Regions from separate parts of the Mus musculus genome. Here region 1 is linked to region 2. A link is a contact called in public HiCAR-type data. All regions are on one chromosome and are shown on one strand. The core of a region is the stretch at or near the end of the contact, and the rest is flanking DNA. Distances in the headings are between cores, read along the strand shown. Region 1 holds the start of Ralgapb (Ral GTPase activating protein, beta subunit (non-catalytic)). Region 2 holds the start of Ghrh (growth hormone releasing hormone).

The links. HiCAR-type assays count read pairs that join an accessible place to other places.
Region 1: a contact with region 2 is called in a HiCAR-type map of astrocytes, with 2.9 times the contacts expected there. The contact joins the promoter of Ralgapb here to the promoter of Ghrh in region 2. A contact is called at or near these places in 1 of 39 promoter capture datasets (the 3T3-L1 cell line) and 1 of 115 datasets of contacts at active chromatin or transcription factors (astrocytes).

What each region holds. Positions count from the first base shown.
Region 1 is chr2:158,407,278-158,411,227 of GRCm38.p6, reverse strand. Ralgapb (Ral GTPase activating protein, beta subunit (non-catalytic)) reads right to left here and starts at 1,375. Exons shown (of 30, transcript NM_001291138.1): 1 at 1,125-1,375.
Region 2 is chr2:157,345,123-157,349,109 of GRCm38.p6, reverse strand. It overlaps Ghrh (growth hormone releasing hormone), which reads left to right and starts at 2,455. Exons shown (of 5, transcript NM_010285.3): 1 at 2,455-2,538.

The sequences.
Region 1 (3,950 bases), core at 126-2,625, 1.1 Mb before region 2:
AGTTTTTGCAAGGAATGTATACATTTTTTTTAAAAGCTCTGCTAAGAATCCATAATTGGGTCTCACCCTCAAGGAGGCCTACCTACCAAAGGGGTGGTAGTCTGTGGATCTAAGGAAAAGTTCTCTCTTAGTGAACAGCTACCATCCTAGCACTCAGGAGGCTGAGGCAGAGAAATGGAGAGTTCCAGCAATAGAACAAGGGCGCGCTGGGGGGAAGGGAGTGACAATATGAATTTCTGCCAGTGGAATCCACGATCTTAACAAGCATCCTCCTGCACACATAAACTGGAGAGGCACTGTCAGACCTCTGAGATTACATGCTTTCACACTTGTCAAACCTCACTATAGCCCAGAACCACTAGGGGATCTCCGGAAAGACAAATACTAGAAAGATACTAGTATTTGTCTCCCCCTACCCTCTAGACATGGTGGTTTAATTAGTTTGAGGTGCTATGGCACCAGGAATCTTTTCAAAACTCCCCAAGTGATTTTTACCGTGCATCAAAGTTGGACATCCAATGACCTAATTGGTTAAGAACCTGGATCGGACTGTCAAGGCTGCTTGAGTTCAAATTACCCAGCTCTATGACCTTGGGCACCAAAGGCGCCCGATCGCTCTGGGCCTCGGTTGCCTGGTCCGTAGAATGGGGTAACAGTCCTGCCGTGCAGGGTGCTCAAATTCCCTATCTGGCCTGGGCCTGGCGGAAAGCAAGCATTTGCGGAGGGTGGCTGTTTACTCTCCTCGCAAGCGTCACCGTGCCCTGGGCAGTAGCATCCTCACCGGACGGCAGCAACTCCACCTGCCCCTCGGTGGACCGCATCCTCCCCGGAGTTGCCGCTGCCACTCCAGACCCGCCCCTGTCCCCAGGCTGCCAGGGGGGCGCTCCGCCAGTCCGACCCTCCCGGGTTCGCTCACACCCGGCAGAATCCGCGGGCCAGGACTGTGCTCCCGCGCCCGGTGCGGCCACTTCAGAACCCAGGAATGCGCCCGCCGACGCTCGGCCCCGGGAGCAGCGGAGGTTCAAAGAGCCCCTGCCTCAGTAGCTGCTGAGGAGAGGGAAAAAAAAAAAAAAAAGCACGGCGAGAGGGGAGGGTCCGGCCGCACCGCGCCGGCCGCCGCGTACCTGAGGCGACGGGCGGGGCCCGCATCGCTGGGCGGGCGCACCGCGGGCCGCACTCGGCCTGCCGCCTCACGCGACCCGCGCCATCCGGCCCGCGCTGCCACTGCCCCGGCCGGCCCTCCACCGGCAGTCAGTCCGTCCACCCGTCAGTGACTCTCCCAGGGCGCCCAGGGGACGACGAACACCGGTCGCTTGGCCGGCCGGCTGGGCTCCGTTCAAGCAACTTCCGACTGCCAGGGGCGGTGGCGTCAAATAATTCCCCAGCCGAAGGGACTACTGCGCCTGCGCGGCGCTGCTGACCCGCGACTTCTGAAGGGACCGAGTGGGCAGCGTCAAATAAGTCTCCGAGCCTGGAGCCGGAAGCTGCGCGTGCGCAGCCGTCCCAGAGGGCCGCGCGAAGCGCGATTGCCCACACCGCCCCCTTTCGGGCTTCGGTGGAGTGGGAGGAGTAAAGTGACGGACACTTACGTCATCGCGGTGCCAGCTCCAGAAGCAATCTGGCTTCTACATGTTCTTAGTGCAGAAGAGTAAGGGGCTTCTCTATGAAAAGTTGGCTACCATTCAGGCTAAAGGAATGTCTCACATCTCAGCATTGTAGCTCTTCCTTTGCCCAGCCCCTTATTACATGGGCGCAGCATTATTATGGGCAATGTCCTCGCCAGGCCTGACGTGCTTTAAAAGGATGATTCAGAACCTGTCACCAACGAGTTGTATCTGATCGGGGAGATAAGCTATTACTAACAAGAGATACAAGTTCGAGCACCTGCCATGCACCGGACGTTTTGCAAACAGTACCACTGTCAAGAATTTCGTTTCAACTTCCACGAGGAAAGTAACAACATTTTAGACGTACTCCCCACGTGTCAGGCTGAGAGGAAAGAGGGATGGAGACAGCTTCATAGAGAGCCTGGCCTTGTGACTGACCTTGGAACTCAGAGGTGGAGGGATCAGGGTGTTAGGCTGTGCAAAAAACACATTTGTATGGAAAGCAGAGAAAACGGTGACTGTCATCCTCAGAAGAGACCATGAACCAAGTAGGAGTGAAGAAGAAACTAGTGCCCTCGTAGAAGAGATAAAACAAGGATTCTTTAAGACCACAACCTCACCTACAGGAAGAGGGGAAGGGGTGGGTAACAATGTGCCAGGACAGTGTGTGGATGAAGCAGTAAAGTTCAATTAGACAGTTTTTGATAAGTGCTTTATCACATGGTCACTATTCCAAGCCCCTCTCTCCTTCCCACTTCTACACTACAGAGGCCAAAAAGCAAAGCCCCCTCCCCTGCTTGACAGCATACCAGTGAAACAAAGTTCTAGTCCATAAAGCATAAACCAAAGTTCCAAGGGAGACTTAGGATATAAAGGAAGTCCTGAGAAATTTTGTGTCCTTCAACTTTCCCCAACTTCATGATTGGAACCATGGTATAATACAATGCCAGGAGATGTGGCAGTCATTCTGAGATCTTGCAGAAGACTCTACTATAAATGTAAAACAAGGCAAAGAAACCTGCCTCTTTAGGACACACCAAGGAAACTGCATGGACTCTGTACTCCTTTCCTGCTTTAAAGAGGGTGGTGGGCCTTATTTATACCACAATCCATTGAGTTTTCTGTTACTTGCGACCACATTCCTAACACCGAATATTGAACATCTATGGAAGATCAGACTGATAGGGTTGAAGAGGAGTGGGTGATGGGAATTGGAAAAGTGACAGACACGGAGGACTGGGAATCTTTTTAAAGCACATGGAACTGCAGACATAGCTTAGTTGGTGGAGTATTTGCCTGGTGTGTTTGAGGTCCTGGGTTTGATTCCCAGTACTACACAAACCATATGTAGTAGCATATTCATCCTTGAACTTGTTACACAGAGTGCTTTGGGCCAGCTTGGGCTACATAAGGCCATGTCTCAAAATAAAAAAAAAAAAAAAGGACTTGGAAAAATGAAAATACCTCTAGTCCCTCCACCTTGAGAGTTTAATTCATGGCAGACTTAGTTCTTTAGTTTTTTTGTAGGGAAGCTACAGGGGAGAGAGGTTTCCATTCCTTTAAATGAGGGAAAGAAGTTGTGCTCAGTTCCAACTCGAGGCTCTCTTATCATTTTTATTTCATACACAAAAATGAACTGTTGTAAAAGAGAATAGAAGTAGAACAAATAGAAGTTTTAAAACTCCTAACTACCCAGCTAGGAAGTTTTTGGTTTGGGTTTGGTTTGGTTTTTTTTTTTACATTTTTTTAGAAATTTATTTATTTATTTATTTTATATCTATGAGTACACCATTGCACTCTTCAGACATACCAGAAGAGGCCATCAGACCCCATTACAGATGGTTGTGAGCCACCATGTGGTTGCTGGGAATTGAACTCCAGACCTCTGGAAGAGCAGTTAGTGCTCTTAACCCCTGAGCCATCTCTCCAGCCCCAGAAGTTTTCACATATATCTGTACCTCAGCTGCCATAGTACATACAAATGTGAACTGGAATTCTTTTCCACGTTATAACATGAAATTTAATCATGCTTTAATACTCTTTTTTATTGACACCTAGTAATTGGACGTGGTATACATATTTATAAAGTCCAGTGTGGCGTTTCAACCTATGCAAACAATGTATAGTAGACAGAAATGTGTAAGCAATGAACACTAGACAGAGCGCTTTAATTTAGTGTCTTGTTGCTGTGGTAAAATACTGATCAGCAGATTAGAGGAGAAAGGGTTTCTTTACCTCATAATTCCAAGTTACAGTCCATGATTTGTGTGGAAGTTGAGGCAGCAGGGACTCAATGCAGCCAGTCACATCGACAATCAAGAGCAGATAGAAATGGCATGCATG
Region 2 (3,987 bases), core at 1,206-3,705:
GCAGCTTCCAAAGCAGAGACCTACAGGCTGCCATATAGACAAGTGGGTGGGAAAACTGGTGGGTGCCTACCTGTTCTTGCTAGAACTCTTTCATTCAGCTGGCTCACTGTAGGGATGACCAACATAGACCACTGGGCCAGAGAGAAAGCAGCTAGCTGTCCATCACAAGTATAAATAAGGAAGGGCTAGAGCTGGCTGGAGAGAACTCGGAAGTGTCAGAAGCTGTCTTCGGGAACCATCATTGGCTTCAACAGGATTCTAATTTTCTACAGAAAAGGATGTGAGAGCCAACAAGTCCAAAACCCAGCCCGGTTCAACACACACAGCTTGTTGAGTAGAAACACAGTCAAGCCTCAGCACGAGCAACTGAGGCAGGAGGATCACCAGGTCAGTGATACCTGAATCCAAAACAAAACAACAAAAACCAGGGGTGAGGATGTGATTCCCCTATAAAGCATGAAGCTCTGGGTTCCATCCCCAACCCAGCATGGTGGAGCAGCCAGAGGAGTGGAGGGAGGGGTCATTAAAATCATAACTTAAAGGTCATCTTTGGTTGCAAAGCAAGTTTGAGGCCAGCTTGGGTTACGTGAGACTCTGTCTCAAAGGGATTTAAAAAAAGAAAAAAGAAAGAAAGAAAGAAAGAAAGAAAGAAAGAAAGAAAGGAAGGCAGAAAGAAAGAAAAGAAAAGAAAGGGGGAGGGGAGAGAGAGAGAGAAAGGAGGAAAGACAAAGGTTAGAAACTAAAAAATAAAAGTAAATAAAATTTTAATTTTTAAATTAAAAGAAGAGACAAGTACATAAAGAGCTGTGGTGGCCAGTACAGCTTTGTTTTGTTTTTAAGGGTCTGAAATGCAGCAGTTTGTTGGAAACAGGCAGGCAGGGGAGGGCAGCGGTCAGCACCAAGCTCTAAGCAGAGGCTGGCAGGGACAAAGAGCTAGCTGCCTTCCTGGATGAGGGCTGGATGAGCAAGAGACCTGGTGATGGGAGCCGGCGAGGCCCACTGGAGGAACTAGAAATAGAAGCAGGAGCAGCTGGAGTCGAGTCTCCTCTCTCCAGATGCCGCAGCCTGTCAGAAGCAAGACTCACTCGGGAAAAGGGCTTCTCTTCTGCACATAGGACAGAGTCTGTTTTGTTTCTCGCCTACTCTGTCTGGCTCCTCTCCAACACCAGTTCTTAAGGCTCTGGACATACACAATTCCACAGGCCCCTGTCCCAGGATCCAGAAACAGAGGACAGCAACATCCGGCATGCTCGGTCAGGCCCCGCTCTTCTAGCTTCATTGCAGTCCCCGGTCCCTGGCAACCACCCACCAAATCCCTTTCTGTGCCATGGTGTGTGGAAACGGGACACTGGACAGTCATTTTAGCTGATTTGTTCAATTTGTTTCCTGGGCTTTGGGCAACCCAGCCCATCTGTGGATGGCTGGAAGCGGCATCCGGACAGCACGCCTTCCTAGCCACCTCCTAGGGGCTCCCCAAGGGCTGCCTTCCGTTTTCTTTCCAGGGGTCCGTAGAATACAGTCCTGACTGTTTTCCAAGGCACGAACCGGCATAATAAGCACAAGGCGTCTCCATGGCACCTTTCATTGAGCTTATTGGAGCGTTCTGCAGATGCCACGGAACACCGAGCCAAGTCCCAGGAACACGTTCTGAACCCCAGGAGCTGCACACCGCTTTATTAGGTAGTTTATTGGCGCATCAAATCTGGAGTCTACCACCTTCGGTTCACAAATCAGTTCAGAGAGAGGCTCTAACTTGCCCAATATTAAAGAGTAACAGTGCCACCTGCTCCTCTTCCCTGATTGGCACGATGCCAGGGAATTGACTGGTGGCCTAAATGGGAAATCAAGGCAGGAATGGCTGGAGGTGATAGAAACCTCAGGCTGTTGTGAGCCCAACAAGAACAGACTCTGGCTGGGCAATGGTGGTGCATGCCTTTAATCCCAGCACTTGGGAGGCAGAGGCAGGCAGATTTCTTAGTTCGAGGCCAGCCTGGTCTACAGAGTGAGTTCTAGGACAGCCAGGGCTACACAGAGAAACCCTGTCTTGAAAAAACAAAACAAAACAAAACAAAACAAAACAAAACAAAACAAAACGAACAGACTCTGGAGGCAGGCTTTACTGAGCAACTCATTCAGTTGAGGAGCACAAATGCTATTTAAACTTTTGGGGAGTGAGTAGGGGCACTCAGAGAGAATGTGCATCACTGGCCAAGGCCACAGTGAAGGGAATATTTTATTTGCATGAAAAGGACCTGAGGTGCTTGCTATCTGGACATGACCTTACTCAGAGAGGAAATTTAACCTATAACCCGAAAACTGGTGATGACTACCTCAGAGTAGCAGAAGTGGAGCCAAAAGGCCATGTACGTGCTCTGGAACATACAGGCCCAGGGCAGAGAAGGAGGAGTCCTGCTCCTGCTGGCCTTAAGATGAGATCGTCAGGGCCTGGGCATCACTGGTGATCCAGGCCGGCTCTCCAGGTCGCAGGTCTCTCCTGGTTGCGGCTCCCTGCTCATCTGGCTCCCACAACATCACAGAGTAAGTAGACATGTAAATTTTGAACCTAGCTCTCCTGCTGCCGCTACTGAGGGACAATATCCTCACTAATTGGTTCATAGGAGTTCACAGACCTCTGATGAACAGCAATATGGCTAAATACCCTTCCTTGTGAAGTGCACGGAACTGCATAGCCTGGGTGGGAAATGAGCTGGGTCCATCTCTTTTGTTGCATTTAGCCATTCCTCTTTTGTTATTTTTATCTGATTTGGTTCACTTCAGACCTGGTACCCGTTTCTTATTTATGACTAAAGGCCCCTGGGTGAGAAAAATGGAATCAAGAAAACCGTTTTTCTTTTATGTTCTACAAATGTTTCTATACCTCATTCCCACCACCCTTTAAAATAACATTTCCTTCCCAGGCCCCCCCCCCAAAAGCTTCTAAAATCCCTGCCTTTCCAATCTCCTCTTCACCTTGGCTATAATTATCTTGGGAGAATTTAAATTCCTTATCATGGGTTTGTGATGGCTGTGGCTTAAGGACCGTTGGCCTGGCTTCCATTCTGAGGCTTCGTCAAATTGCCCTCTATAGGAATTACCGTTAGACTCTTTCTTTCCTTAAAGGATGATAATGGGATTGTGACTCTGTTAAAGAAAGAACCCTTCTCTTGCTTGAGATACGTGCTGAAATATTTACCAGTCTGGGATTTGCTTCAAAACAGTCCAGTGAGGGAGATGACAAACACCACAATTGCTCGCTGAAATTGTCAGTCTCCTCCGGCTTTCTCTCACGGATCTTCATTCCTTTTCTGGTGCTGAGGGTGGAACCCGGGACCCCAGGGATGCTCCGTCGGGGTTCTCCCACTAAGCAGTTGCCCTCCTCTCTTGCAGGGACCCATTTGTTTCTTCTCCCTCTCACCCCCCAGGCTTCAGATCTGGATGTTGTGAACCTGAGGGTGGGGTTTGCCTCTGGGAGACTCAGACAAGAAGAGAATCTTAGTTTTGAGATCCCATCTCTATGGGATGAGCATCTGCTCCTCTGGGTCCAGGCTGACAGAGCAGCTGCTTCCTCCCTGGGATCTTTTCAATTCCTTCCTTCCTTCCTTCCTTCCTTCCTTCCTTCCTTCCTTCCTTCCTTTTATATCTTTATGTAATTACACTGTAGCTCTCTTCAGATACTCCAGAAGAGAGAGGGAGTCAGATCCCATTACAGATGGTTGTGAGCCACCATGTGATTGCTGGGATTTGAACTCAGGACCTTCGGAAGAGCAGTCAGTGCTCTTAACCACTGATCCATCTCTCCAGCCCTTTTGACTTTGTTATTAGTGTGTGTGTAGAGGTCAGAGGACAACTTTGCAGGGCTGCCCCCTCTCCTTCTAACTTATGCGGGTCCCAGGGATGGAATGGAAGTGCTTGGGTCTGCGTGGGAAGCACCTTTATCTGCTGCGCCATCTCACTGGCCTGGATTCCCTTTTTCTACATCCACTTCCA